Regions from separate parts of the Mus musculus genome. Here region 2 is linked to region 1. The links are chromatin contacts, called in public HiChIP or PLAC-seq maps. All regions are on one chromosome and are shown on one strand. The core of a region is the stretch at or near the end of the contact, and the rest is flanking DNA. Distances in the headings are between cores, read along the strand shown. Region 1 holds the start of 4833412C05Rik (RIKEN cDNA 4833412C05 gene). Region 2 holds the start of Arrdc4 (arrestin domain containing 4).

Region 1 (7,570 bases), core at 2,479-4,978:
GAGTTCTTAGGACAGCCAGGGTGTGTGTGTTTTCTACACATGTGTATGTATGTAGGTGTGTGTGCATGGATGTGGGTTTGGAAGTCAGAGGAGAACATCAGGTATTTTTCTCCATCACTCTAACCATTATTATTTTCAGATAAGGTCTCTTACTGAACTTTGAGTTATGGTGGTGGCCGGGAAGCCCTACTGACCCCTCTGTCCTGCTCCCAGTAGGACTTGGGGTTACTAGTGTCTGTGTCTACACGTTGCTTCTCACATGGATGCTGGGATCCTACTGAGGTTCTCATGTTTGAGTAACATAGGCTTTATCCAGTGAGCCATCTCTACAACTTAGACAGCAATGTTTCCTTCTGTCATTGAAGCTGGTCCCCTGGGTGAATGGGACACAGTTCAACTTATCCCTTCCCAGCCAGGCTGATTGCTAGGGACCCCTCATGACAGGACTGTTCCCCATTCAAGTTTTCTGTCTTTTGATTGATAGCACAGAGGAAGGGAGATACACACACACACACACACACACACACACTCACACATGTTCCCCCATGATTTCCCTTCAGGAACTCAAGTTTCTTAAGGCTTATTGGGGCTGGCCAATGAAGGATGATCAAGGGCCAGTGAGGGTGCCAACCTGAGAATGAAGTCACCCCAGCTGAGCTAAGGATAAGGGTAATTGAAACGGTGTTGTTAATCTGCTAGATGAAGCTGTACGTGAAATGGACATCTCCACTGTCTTTTTCTTGAGACAATTAAATGCCTTTATTTGCATAAACAAGCGTGGGCTGGATTTCCGTCTTTTGCAAAGGATGAATTCTGACAACCTGGGCCTAAAGGGGGGCTCTGTGTGGCTGTAGGGATCTAAGCAGATGAAAGGCAGTCAGGATACCCTTGGGCAGCTACAATGTTTCCTCCTCCACTAAATCTTGAAGGTAGGCATCCTGTGCACCCCATAGGCTGGACAGTGCTACCAGCCTTGCACCCCATTAGCAGCTACCACACAAAGTTTAAAGTGCGTACCTCAGGCTTTGCAGCTGCCCCACCCCCCATCCCCCACGCGCCAAGTTCATCACTGGGCACCACTGCCCTTCCAAACAAGGATCATCCTTAAGAGGATGGTAATTCAACCTACCTCAAGGCATGCACAGAGGGCAGAATCCAGGCAACCGAACAGAACCAAATCAAGACTTGAGGACTAGCTTATGGTGGGATCAACCTCAGAATGAAGAGCAGAACAAGCCAACACTTGAGTTGGCCGGCACACATAGGAAGGGACAAGCCATGCTGTCATGGTGCAGGCAAACCACAACTGCTCCTGATATAGGGACTGGGTTCTGGGATGTCACAACCAACCTAGACAGCCAGTGAGAGTGCTGTCATTCAAGCTGGCTCCAGAGAGGAGCAGAGGATCCTTCAAGGAGAGCCAGGCTGACCTCCTGTGACATAAAACAGAAATGCCACAGAGGCCACTGAAGGCAGTCACGAGCCTGTGCAATTGGAGGTTTGGTGAACCATCTGGCTATCAGTGGAGTTTTGAATGACTGTAACCAATAAAACAAAGACTGTGGAGCAGCCTGTTCCTGGATAGCCTTTCGGGAACTCCCCACACACGCACGCACTTACTATGTGGCATGCTGAGTGAATTCTTAGAAACCAGGAACCCACCCAAATTAATAGGAACAGCTTCAAAACTGTCTCACGGAAAATAAAGATGTTCCTTGGATTTAATCTTGTTCGCACAGACTTTAAGATAAAAGAGAGGAAGGGGAAGAAGCAGAAGAGGAAGAAGGAAAATCTCAATGTGTGAGATTGCTGTATAATCCCAGCACTGGGGGACAGACAGACAGACTGCTGGGGCTTGCTGATCAACCTAAGGGAATATAGGTGGGCAGCGCCTGAGAAAGGAAACTGAACTTGTCCACTGCCCTCCACTAGAACATGTCCCCACATATATACATGCAACACATACAAAGAAATGCAACCAGGTACCGTAGGATGTAAGGCAAGCATGAACCTGTCACCCCAATAATTTTCAAAAGTTGTCCATAATTGTGTGACTCAGAAAACTGATGTCTTCCCAGGTGAAGAAACCCAAAGTGGGAGGTCATTAGGGTCCCTGTCAGGAGGCAGATGGGGAAGAGCTTAGACTTGTCGGCTTCTCTTTGGAGCCATCAACAACCAAGCAACAAGAACCGGTGCTGCAGACTGACCACCTAGGAGCCATTTTGGAGGTCAGTGAAAGTCCAGGAAGAGGGTCTACTGTTGATCCATCTTTAAAACGTCTCTGTGCTCTGTTTTGAATGCAATTTACCCATTTTATGCTTTGCCTCCATGTATGTATGGGCACCACATGCATGCTTGGCACCTGAGGCGATTGGAAGAAGACATCGCTTGGAACTGGAGTTGCAGATGGTGGAGAATCACCTTGTGTATGCTGGGAATCCAGCCTGGGTCACCTACAAGAGCTGCAAGTGTTCTTAACCACTACAGCCCAAATCTTGGCGTTTTGTTTTTGTTTTTGTTTTTGTTTTGAGACAGAATGTAATTATATAGCCCTGACTGGCCCTCTAGGCTCAAACTCACTAAGCCCCCTGCTTCCTGAGTGCTGGGATGAAAGGCAAGTGTTAAAGTGTTGGGAGGCCACTATGCCCTGCCAGCTCCCTGTGATACCCCTGGGCTTTACCTGGAGGAGTCACTGGAAGGGGCGGCGGCAAGGGTGGGGGTGGGGGGCGTGCGTGCGTGCGTGCGTGTGTGTGTGTGTGTGTGTGTGTGTGTGTGTGTGTGTGTGTGTGTGTGTGTGGCAGTTCTCAATCACTGAAACAAACATTGGCTTTGGGGAACCAGCATTGTCCATTACTGTTGGGGTGACCAGAGCCTTTCTAACCTCAAGATAAAATGGTGGCAATTGTTCTCTTGCAGGAAGGTGTAGGAAAGGAACCAGCCACGTGGCGGTTCGAACTTAAAAACTCTTCGGGCCACAAGGAGGAAAGTGGGTCGCTTCACACCCCCAGGCTCACGGAGAGGCAGGAAGAGCAAGGAGGAGGCGGGGGGGGGGGGGTAGAGAGGAGATTGAGAGGAAAAAGGATGGGCAAGAAAGCGAATCTCCCAGCTGGTGCAGAGCCCCACACGGTGCCTTACTGACACACATCCAGAGATTCGAGTCCCCTGAACCCGCGTGGGTGACTTTGAAGCAGATTCCCGCCTGGCACAGCGCACTCTCCAGCCGCTCACGTGAAATCCATCAAGGCAAAGTCACACCCTACAGCCAGAGCAATTCGGGAAGCTTGACTCTCCCACAAACAAGGTATTGGGCTCTTTCCTCCCCATTCCCTTCCTCTGAAGCTTAGCTTCTCCCTCCGCATCACTGTCCACGTGCGGACTCATAAGGCGCCCACCCCCATCCGGGCGGGTCCCCACCCTAGGGCATTGGATCCTGCGGGTTGTTTACCAGCTGGCCATCTCCCCAGACCCTGCGCGGTGCCGCCACCTGCCGGTGGGAGACTGAACTGCACCCGCGGGTGCGGGCCAGCAACTGCGGGCTGATGACCCAACGCCGCAGGCATCCGAGGATAACCTTTCCCCTTTCTTTCCAAGACCAAATAAGGGGGCTCTTGCCTCTGTGAGCTGTGCCTGTGGCGGTTAAGCCAAGGGGCGTGGAAAGGAGGATCCCAGAACGAGGCTGACAGTCAGCTAAACAACCCACTACATTGTTCCCTCCCCACATGGCCTCCTCCCTGCTCCCCGGCAGTCCCCACATGCAGCAGCAGACTAGTGGGTAGAACTGCAGGGGTATGGAGACATCCCGAACTTCAGCAGCAGCAGTCCCAGCACCCCGCCCCCAACCTCAGGCATGAAGAGCAAGGTACCTGCAGTAGCTTACTCCTGGGTGTTGCCCAAGCTCAGGACCCTCGGGCCTGGGGGTCAGTAGGGCTGAGAGAAGCCTCAGACCTTGGGGAGGGGCGAGAGAGGTGACACTTGTAGAGGAGCTAGACAGGGCTGTCAGACCTCTGAACCTTGGCATCACCCACACAGAGGGAGTCACAGTGGCTGACAGTGTTCAGTAACCACAGAAACCAAGATTTGACCTATATTTTCAAACATGGCCTCGACTCCAGCTTCCCCTCCTTGAAATCGTAGTGAAAGCGTCTGACTTGACTTGTTATGAATGCTCCTCTTGCTTTAGATTCCAGAAGGCCACCCAGAAGGCAAATCAAGAAACCTCACTAGATGGTTTGTGGATAACGGGAGGGTCCTGATGGGTTCCAGGAAGGAGTCAGAGGCTCTCCTCGTTCACTACCTCTTACCGATCACAGTGGTGACTAGATGATTGCGCTCATGTATGTGCTTTTTGACTGTGTGCACTTTGGGTGTTTTGAGTGATGAAACAGAGGGGAGCAAACCAACACTTTGGTCAGGATGACAGAGTGCTTATAGCCTGTCCGATCCGAGCCTTGATTGAGCGCTCCCTGGGTGCTAACCACTGTTCTGAATATCCCACATCATTACCATCTGCAGGTACCTCTGCTACGGGGAAGGACCACGCCTTCAGAAACACAGCCTTCCTCCTACCACCCAGCCAGGTCACTAACTGGATTCAGGCTCAGGCCTTGGGGTTCCAGAGTGTATATACCCTTGACCCAAACCCTAAATGTTCATTAATAGGGATTTGATTCGTTTACTGTACACCCATGTAATGGAATCGTCTTTGGCTGCTTAAATGGGATGTAGACTAGGAATAATTGTCAGAGGCCAAATATCCACCACACACTGTTAAATGGACACAGCAGGGAGTCAACAGCGTGTATAAGTGGATCTTGTCCTGTGGCTGTTCAGAGGGGACTCATGGCAGCACTAAACTGTGGGCCTTGGTGGGTGGCGGAACTTTAGGTGGCTAATTTTACAGGGATGCTTTCTTCCTTCATTGCTGAGCTCTTTGTGATCCACTGTCAAGGCCGTGAATAAATCCCCCACAAAGTCTTCCCTGATCCCCCGAATTGGACACTAACGACCCCCGTGTCCCTCTGGTGTGGGAACTTGCGTGGGATGGTTTCTTAGTTACATAAGCTCTCGGCTCTATTGCCAGCTGAACTGATGACTTTGGAAGGGAGACATGAGCGGTGTCTCCGGTTTCCATGTTTCCTTTGTATCCTCTGTGGGATTCAAATATTTACCTATAGTTTGGCGTCACCCAGTGCTGATGGGAGGACCCAGTGAAGAATTAATTCCATAATTAGTTGTTTGATGTTGGCCTTCTTTTAGTTCAATAAGTTCCCAAGGACAGAGACATGCTTTTCCTAGTCAGCTACATGTCCTGACACTAGGTCTGCCATAGCACACAGCCTGTAGGTACTCCATATAGGTTTACTATGCAAATGAGCATAGCCCTTCGTCTTAAGGAAGCAAAATGGGAGGGTTCTCTATGTCCAGATGTACTATCAAATAATTAAGCATCTCTACAAGGCAGAGACTCTTAGTAGGAACTGGTTCTGGCTAGCAGGGCAGAAAGGGACAGTTTGGAACTGACAAGAAGGCAGAAGAGGCTTTAAAAACTGGGCAGGAAACAAAGGAAATCAAGCTGAAGGAAGACCTAGTCAGAGATACTAGGAAATAGCAGCTGGTTCCAGCACCCCTGAGCACCGTTCCCTGCTCCCACAGATGTTGCCAATGTATCCAGATGCTGCTGCAGTGGCAGATCCTGGCTTGTCACTGCCTTTTGGATCCTTTACCTGAGACTCCTGGTGTCCAGTGAAATCAGCTGGCTAAAGCCAGAGCCATGTACCTAGTGATGTACTGGCTGGTACTTAATCTGCATGCCAACAGGAAAAGCCCTGTATCCTAGCATCTACTGCCCCTGCTGAAAACATCCCTGTCACGGCTGATTTTCATCTGTCAATCACTTAGCCACCAGCTCAAGAGATTCCTGAGGCTTGAAAGGTTGGTGCTGTTGGGCTGATGAGTCATTCTCTGGTGTCTCCCTGTGTAGGGCATGCCAGCCAACCCCCTCCAGAGAAAACACATATCCACATCTCAACACAATGCTGACACCGTGGCAGAGAGGCTAGGCAGGGTGTAGGTCAATACGCTGTCTGGCTATTTGTTACAGGAGCATTCAGAACCCAAAGGAAGGTCAAATGTAGAATCCCAGAGAGTGCAGCATGCGGCTGAGAGAAGTGCCTGGAGGCAGAGGTGGATAACAGGAGAGATGTTTAGATCTGTACCAATCAGACCTCAGGCAGAGTCTCTATTGTGCATATTACAAATAATCTGCCCAGGACAGAGAGCAAGAGCCTGCTCTGAGTTTGTTGATGGACGGTCATAGAAGGCACTCCTGCCTTCTCCAAGAGGGACTGACCTCTCGCACTAGGTCTCAAGTCCAAGGGCAAAAATCGTTACATTCTGGATATAGTGCTGTCCAGAATTTCCTGCGTGTACGAGGCAGGACACCCACAGATCACTAGTGGGCAAGTCGCCTGGGGGATTGAAGCCAGCCAGTGTGATGCTGAAGGCCATGGTGTTGATCATGAAGCCATCCTGACTTGGCCCATCAGTAGCTACTTGTGGTTGTCTTTGAATGAACCACAAGGCATGCCCACAGTTTGGAAAATAGAGACTCTGAGGCTTAGATTAAAGACTCTGTAGGGATGGTATGGTCAGGCTGACCTACCCTGGTATCCCAGGTCCATCCTTGCCAGCTTCCTCCCATGTGGAGTTGCATGTGGTCATGCCCAACCCTGGGTAGCAGGGCTGGGTGAGCTAAGATGTGTGGTAGATGATACCTCACAGTCTGTTAATGAATGCATTCCTATGGGATAGTCTACTCAAGGTGGAATCAATATAGAAATCACTTACTTGGAGTTTAAAAATCATCTTTTATATATCATTTATGGATGATCACTATGTTGTGATGTTGCTGGGAACTTCACTCAGCTGAATGACAGATTGCACCTAGTTACAGAAACAAGCTTAGCAAATGGCGTACATGGTCTGTGTTGTCTTCTCACAGTTGGCCTGGCTGAGAGGGGCCAAGGCACCTGGCCAACTCTTAGCACACGGGCCACCTGGGAAATATCTAGTGACCCTGGAACTTCCTGGAGTCCTGCTGGAGGCATCCAGAGGACCCTTGCCTGAGAAGGTAGGAATGGGACACTAAACGTGGCTTAAGTATTTGGGAGTAAAAATGAATGACCCAGGAGAAAAAGTGCCCATAGGACCATGTTACCATGGACCCTGTTGGCAGCCAACAGGGAAAACTTAAAAAGCGGTGGGTGGGTAAACGGAAATAAAGATGGAGGTTACCAGAAACGTTAGAAATGAGGAAGTTCGTACCAGTACCCAGGCATCTGGATTCCCCACAGTGGGCTGCCTTGTGGGTGATGTGGATCCATTGGGGGAGCTCCAGTTTAACTCCCAGTGGCAGGGATCTTGCCACACTTCTGTGAACAGGAAGATTTGACTTCTCTGCCTCCTCCACCACAGGGCCCTCCCTGTCCCTCCCAGAGCTACACAGAGCCCCTGGGGGTATTATGTCTTTCCCTCACAAAGACATCTTCATAGCCTGGGAGAGGGCGGCTCA
Region 2 (7,570 bases), core at 2,273-4,772, 950 kb before region 1:
TGAAGTGTCCACCTCCTGTGGCCAGGCAGGACTTCCAGTGAAAGGAGAAGGGCATCAAAGCACCCACAAAACCTTCTAACTAAAATTTGTCCTGATTACAAGATATGCAAGGATAAAGATGGAGCACAGATTGAGGGAACAGCCAGCCAATACCTGACCCAACTTGAGACCATCCCATGTGAGAAAGCCAGCCCCTGACACCATTAATGTTACTCTGCTATGCTTTCAGACAGGTGCCTTGTATAACTGTCTCCTGAGAGGCTTCATCCAGCAGCTTATGGAAACAGATGCAGAGACCTACAACCAAATATCAGGCAGAGCTAGGGGAGTCTTGTGGAAGAGTGGAAGATAGAAGTGACAAGCAAGAAGGATTAAGAACACCACAAGAAGACCTACAGAATCAACTAACCCAGGGCCATGGGGATTCACAGAGACTGAGCCACCAACCAAAGAGCATGCAGGGACTGGATTTAGACTCCCTATACATTGATGTAGATGTGCAGCTTGGTCTTCATGTGGGTCCTCTAACTATTGGAGCAGGGGTCTCTGACCCTGTTGCCTGATATTTGATCCCTGTCCCCTAGCCAGATTGACCAGTTGGGCCTTAGTGGGAGAGGAGGGTCCTGCTGTAACTTGATGTCCCAATGTAGGGTGGGCCCAAAGAGGAGAAGGGGAGGGGGTAATAGTGGAAAGAATTTGTAAGAGTAGGGCATGGAGGAGAGGATGGAGTGGTCCTATGATCAGGATGGAAAGTGAATTAATTAATGAAAAAATAATTCAAACAGCAGAACACCAAAACAATATAATCTTATCAATAAAAGAGCAAATGATTAGTCCTGACACTTCTAAACAGAAATATAAGTGACATACACACATAAGCACATACACATGCAAACACACATCATAAAGTTTTATGTGTGTATTTCTGTGTTATGTGTGTGTGTATACATTACACTAAACTTGACATAACGTTTTATATGTGTGTATACATATGCATGTGTGTGAGAGAGAGAGAGAGCAAGAGTGTGTGTCTATGTATGAACATGTTCATGCCATGCTATGCATGTGGAGGACAGAGGACAGCTCGCAGGAGTAGTTCTTTCCCTCTCACCTGTAGGTCCTGGGCCTCAAAGTCCAGATGGTCCAGCTTTATGGCAAGTGCCTTTACCTGCTGAGTCATCTCACCAGCCCCAAGAACTACATTTGCTAAACTGCTCTTGCTCACACATCCAGGTGCCTATAGTCTAAAATCATTACTGGCACAATCATTGCTGGCACAATGACTCGTGCTTATAAATGCTAGCACTTAGGAGAGAGAGGGGGTCTGGACACCTGAACTACCCATATTTACTTAGTGTAAACCCTGTCTCTAAAACCTAAAGGTTGGAGATGTGGCTTAGTGAGAGAGAGAGCTTGCCTGCTTTGCAAAAAATCTTAGGTTGGATCTCCAAACCTAGTAAAACAAACAAGCAAAAAACAAACAAGCAAAAAACCAAAATCTTGGTCTCTGGTAGCATGGGATGCCATGTCTACAGTTCTGTCCTGGTGCCAGTCTGTGCATGTCAGTGAACTTTCACCTCTTTCCTAGACACTTAATTTTGAGGAGAACATCTCTCCCTGGAGCCAGTGGAAGATCAGTAAGAGGTCCAGCACTATTCATCTGTCTCAAAACCGGTGGTTGTGATCCATCATTCAGTGTTTGTTAACACACATTGATTGAGTATTGCTTGCTTCTGTGTTAGATACAAAAGGTTAAAAAACAATGCATGAGAGCAAAGTCTTTGTCCTCAGTGGGGGCAATAAACACCGTGCAAGTACATGTTTAAGATCAAGCTGTGCTGTGAAGGAAAGGAAGCAGGGACCATTATAGACACTGTGATCAGGAACCCAAGGGTAGTATTTCGGGACCCCCAGGGCTGGATTTATGGCTCTTTTTACTTTCTTTGAGAAGTGTTAAAGAATCTTTGGACACCCTAAAGCCTTACTAAAGTTACAGTGTTCTTTGAGGGTGTGACTCCTGGCAGGTCAACCATGCTGCAGTGGATGGCCTCTGCTCAAATGTATGAGCAGCACAGATAGAGCACCAGTGAGCTCTATGACAGCAAACCACACTTTAAATTAAATCAACAATTTTGAAAAGAGGACGTGAAGTTAGAATATGGAGGTAAGTATGCGTTTGGAAGGAGTTAGGGGAGGAATGGGGGTAGAATATGAGCAAATATACTGCATGCATGCATGGACTTCTTCAAGAATAGAAATATTATACAAATGAATAAATAGATAGATAACAATAAAAATGCCCGTGTTGATCATCTAAACTCAAAAGAGTGCAGTAAAACAACCTATACTTTCAGAGCCTTGGAAAGAAAATATCCTTCAGTTTCAATTTTCAATTATCAAACCTTGATAACAGCTTACGCACTTAGAATTTTAACGAGGGGAAATAAAGGATTACAAATTGATAGACAAATAATTACACATATTTAAATATTCTAGATACCAAAAGGCTATCTAGAACGGTGTGAATTAAAAAGAAACCAGCAAGAAGAGCTGTGGGTTTGGGGAACAAGTCACGGAGACAGCTGGGCATGTTCTAGGACTATGATCCCGGGGTTACGAAATCCTTTTGGGTGGGGCACTTGTGTGTCAAGTATCGATCTTTTTTTCCAGACATAATATTTGCACACTTTACAACTTATGCATGTATATAACGACCAAATAGAGTATTATTCAGTCAATAATGGAGTCCTTCTGTTTGCATCAGCACCAATAAGTGGCAGGTGCTGTTTTAAAACCACGACCTTATTTAGAGGCAGAAGAACCAGAGACGGAGTCTGGCTGGACTTCAGCAACCAGGAACAGAACTTCTCAGGACAAAAGCACTAAGAATCACAGCATTCTTCCAAGACATTGGCTCTCAGCTAGTACAGGAATTCTGTCTGAGACCCAAAGAGGTGTGGCTCAGAATCATGAAAGTTAGCAGATTCTGATATCTGCTTTAAAGTTCCAAGGCAGCCAGCATAAAGCGAGACTCCTGAGTTCCATTTTCCAAGAAACCTTTTGCTGGGCACTCTGCAGAAGTAATCTTAAACTGGGCCTGCTGCAGCCACAAGTTCATGTTCTAGTACAAACTACTCTAGCCTCTCTGAGCTGGAAAGCCCGCCCCCACTATAACCATAGCAACGCTGACACCAATGCGCCGGTGAGCCGGGAACCGCCCCCTCCCTAACAGATATTGTTTCCCATCCTCTGTCCACATGGGCGCACTGCCTCACTATTGGTCTGTGGCCCAGGACTGTGCCTTGCTCCCACCAATAAAGGTCCTGTGCACGTGCACTATGGTGTCTCCCGATTGGTGAAGCCCTCCTGATCACGCACCACCGTCCTGCTCAGCCTGGTGTGGGGGCGCCAATGAAATGACTAAGTGGCCATGTACAGCCAATGGGAAAGAAGCAGGTTTCGCGACTGGCCAATGGCAGTGCTCTGTAGGCGGGCCGTGTCAGCCCCTTTCCAGTCCCAGTGGGGTGTGTTAAAGAGACAGGGCCCCAGTGCGGGTGTTTCACCCGGCTGGGCGCTGTGGCCGTAGTGGCCCTGGGTGTGCGGCCGGCGCCCGTGACAGCAGCGTCGCGGAGCCGGCTACCCCGACCTGGGGCCACTGCGGATCTTGGTGGCAGAGCCGCATCGCCTGGCGGAATGGGAGGCGAGGCGGGAGCCGATGGTCCTCGGGGCCGTGTCAAGAGCTTGGGGCTAGTGTTCGAAGATGAGAGCAAGGGCTGCTACTCAAGCGGCGAGACAGTGGCCGGGCACGTGCTGCTGGAGGCGGCAGAGCCGGTGGCCCTGCGCGGACTGCGCCTGGAGGCCCAGGGCCGTGCCACCTCTGCCTGGGGCCCGAGCGCTGGGGCCAGGGTCTGCATCGGTGGGGGCTCTCCCGCAGCCTCCTCAGAAGTGGAATACTTGAACCTGCGGTTGAGTCTGCTGGAGGCCCCAGCTGGTGAGCTTGGAGATCCCCAGGGAGGGGGGCGGGAAGGGGCGCGTCCCTGGGTGCTGGGTGGCACTGAGGGAAGCTTCTGGAAGGGGAGTCATCTGCTGTCACGGGGGAAGGGCAGGAGGCCAAGCCTGTGCCCCTACCTGGCTTCTAGGAGGAGGCCAGACCCTTTTGTGTTGGTGTGTACCTTTGAACTTAGCTTCCTGCGATCTTCTAGTAACCTATTACAGAATCGTTGCCATGGAAACCCGCCATCTGACTGTCTGGGTTCTAGGTCCTTCCTCACCTGGAGGCATGGAAGGTGGAATTGGTGACATTCTGTTATGTGGTGCCCAGAGTTTGATGGCCTGCTGCTCCTGCCTGTCCTGGCCCTAGACACTCCCGGGTTCATGATGATTTACAGAAAACTAAATCTTGGGAAAAGGGAAGTGGTACTTGGGTAGTTCGAGAGAAGTGTCTCCTCACTGGGGAACATGAATCTCACTAAGAGCCATCCATTGCTGTAGCTCCCCTTCCTCTTACCTCTCCCCATTCAGAAAGGCCTTTGCAGACAATGCCTGCCATCTGGGCCATTTCTGACTTTTCCAGAAGTGCCCATGCATATGTATGTTGGGTTCATGTGATTGCATTTCATCATGAAAATGCTAGTAACCGTGAGTCAGTCTTCTCTCAGTGGAAACTATTGTAAACTTCTATCTGTCTGCCTCATCATCTTGGACCTATCAAATGCCTTAAGCTTACTACCTAGTGCATCGTATCCTCCTGTGGAGAAGTACAATGGTGTCCAGATAAATCCTCAAATATGTGCCTAACGAGAGCTGTATTTTGGATAATGGGGTGTGGCAGGTGAGAGCTCTACCTGCTTTAATGTCCTTTCCTCACTGTGGATTCCAGGAGTCTTTTCTCCCAGTGATTAATAACCAACAAGGATGTTAAAGGTGGCTGACTGGAGGGAAGGCCGTGGCAGCGAGAGGTAACCAGGTTTCTGTTTAAGATTCGGCCCCTGCGCCTGTAAGGATGAGAACTGAACGCTGCTTTGGTAACATCTGGGCTAACAAATAGGTTTTGACTCACAAGTAAGATCTTGTTGCTTTGTTCTAATGAAACAGCTACATCTAGACAGCTGCCAGTTTTCCTAGAATGTGTTAGCAATGGTTATAGTTTGCTTAAAGTCAGCTTTTATTTAAGGAGTGGGGGAACATTTCCCCCACATACTTACAACTTGGAAGAACTTAGCAACTTGACACAGATTCTCAGGGTCATTAACTTCATAAACTAGTTATCATTCAATGACCTAGGGTGATCTTTTTTTTTTTTAAATAACTGTTGACCCCTAGGATCTATTTTAAACTGTTGGATCTATGTTTTAAAAATCTTCCCAGAATATTCTTTAAAATTATTATTCTTATTGAGCCACTTACTATCATTGTGCCTGAACCACTTCAAGTCCTTATGAAAAAAGATCGTGATAGAAAGACCTAGACACCTCGGCCGAAGAGATGGCTCAGCCATTAAAGGCTAGGCTCATAGCCAAGGATATAAGAAAGTCCCAGGGACCAAAGCAGAGAATTAGCTTCAGTTCATAGGCACCCACCAGAGTGTGACCTTACACAGCCCCTCTCGTCCCCTCTACAATGTTTCTAGATCCCAGGGCTCATGAAAAGGTTTCATGAAAAGCTCTGGTTGGAAGGGCTTTGGTGGATAAAGCAGCTTCCTTTAACATTGTAGCCCTCAGTGGACAGGTGGAAACAGTGAGAGCCATAAAACAGAAGCAGAAATGGCCACACCTTACATCTTCTGAATGTTTCTAATTAAACATAAAAATTAAAAAGAGAAAGAAACCTTTTTACTCGGTATTACAGCGTTTGTCCGTTTCCTCAAATTGGTTTTCTCATTTGAAGTCCTGTAAGGCCTGGGTTGGCTTGCTTCTTGAGGGGCTCTTCATCTCTCTTGATCACTTTTTAGTATGCTAGCAACTCTACATGCCCGTTCCCTTCATCCAAACTCTACCCGCTCATCTGTATTCTGGTCCTCAGCTCCCAGGCCCACCATGAAGTCTCAGGACTTCAGGACTCTGTAGTCTTTACTTGATGCAGATATCCATTCCCCTTTCCTCCAATTGTTCTTTTGAGGACCGAAGTATTCATCCTCATTATCACCCGAGCTTGCCATTTAAGTCCAGTAAATCCACACTGCTAAACATTTGTGTGCACTTTGTCATGTGTCACATGGCGATCACACTCTATCTCAGCTCTGCGGGCCTAATGAGCCCCTTGGAAGCGATAAGGTACAGAAGTGTCCCTTGACTCCAGGCCTCTAGCTCTGCTGAGACCCTCCTGAGGCTTGTGTGGCCGTCCACTCCTGCACGTAGGGAGCCTCTGGGATGCACACTGCATCACACCATGTAATCTGAACCTGTGTTCTTCTGACTAGTTATTGTTCACGTTGCCTTCAGGTCACCAGCCTGTGATGTCTTTCTTTACAAAGTGGACCCGAGTTCCTTGTTTCTCCTTAATGTGAAAAGTAGAGAGAAAGGTTTAGGAGACTCGTTGAGTCAGTGATGCATTCTTATTCTCTAAAGGCACAGGACTGAAATACTGCGTTGTTGATAAGTCAACCAAAGAAACCCATCTTGTTAATGGTTTTGACCACATAAAGTAGAAACAAATTCAGGTAGCAAGACAAATTCCGGATCAAGTTGTCTGCCATCTTTTCTCATCGGATTACCTCCACCCATAATGTATAGCTTTTATGATCTTGAAGGGAAAGTCTGTCACATGCCATAGGGAGCCACTGACCAGAGTGGCAGCCACGGGCTCCACTCTGAATCCACATTAAACAGATTGACTATGGAGATTCATCATAGCTTCTGCTGGTGCTTCTGGTCTTACGCCATCCATTCCTGGACTTTGGCCATTGTTCAGTAACAAATCCGTGCATGAAGTTGAAGGATGCTATCAGGAACAGGAGAAGGGAAACCCCATCACTCTCAGTAGAGCTAACGGGTGAAGAGCTGGCCCTTGCTACTTTGGCTGTTTTGTTTATAACTATTACTAACACTGTTAACAAGTTTTCTACCTCTGTTCAAAGAATACATAGAATGAATATTGTAGTGTAACTAAAGACATGTAACTTGTCAATTTGTTGTAGGTACAATTTAATGTTGATATCTCATGTTAGTAAAATTAATGTATGTGTGTATACATGTGTCTGTATATGCACATATACTGTATTTATTTATATATTATATATTACAATACAATATATATATATATCATATGTACATTTTACACACGCACACGAACTTTTGGCCCTAGATAATACTTTATGATAATTGTATAATTGGTCATTTTGTAGATAAAAGGGGTGTGTGTGTGTGTGTGTGTGTGTGTGTGTGTGTGTGTTGTTTCTTGGTAAAAGACAAATTCTAATTTAATTCTCTCAGTCTGCTTAATGTACTTAGAGTGTATTGGCAGGAAAACCACCTTTTAAAAATGGCTTAGATTGTGAGAACTCGTGATTTACTGCTGGCCTTCGTTAAAATGCAGTATGGTCTTTTTCAGGTGAAGGTGTCACCTTGTTACA

Evidence for each region. HiChIP or PLAC-seq counts read pairs in DNA pulled down with a chosen protein or histone mark.
Region 2: an H3K27ac HiChIP or PLAC-seq map of embryonic stem cells shows a contact between it and region 1, with 5 times the contacts expected there. The contact joins the promoter of Arrdc4 here to the promoter of 4833412C05Rik in region 1. A contact is called at or near these places in 2 of 115 datasets of contacts at active chromatin or transcription factors (astrocytes and embryonic stem cells).

What each region holds. Positions count from the first base shown.
Region 1 is chr7:67,799,654-67,807,223 of GRCm38.p6, reverse strand. 4833412C05Rik (RIKEN cDNA 4833412C05 gene) reads left to right here and starts at 3,728. Exons shown (of 3, transcript NR_045954.1): 1 at 3,728-3,859. It overlaps Gm34350 (a long non-coding RNA gene), which reads right to left and starts at 4,035. Exons shown (of 3, transcript XR_391567.3): 1 at 3,864-4,035.
Region 2 is chr7:68,745,190-68,752,759 of GRCm38.p6, reverse strand. Arrdc4 (arrestin domain containing 4) reads left to right here and starts at 3,522. Exons shown (of 8, transcript NM_001042592.2): 1 at 3,522-3,991; 2 at 7,549-7,570. The coding sequence starts at 3,694.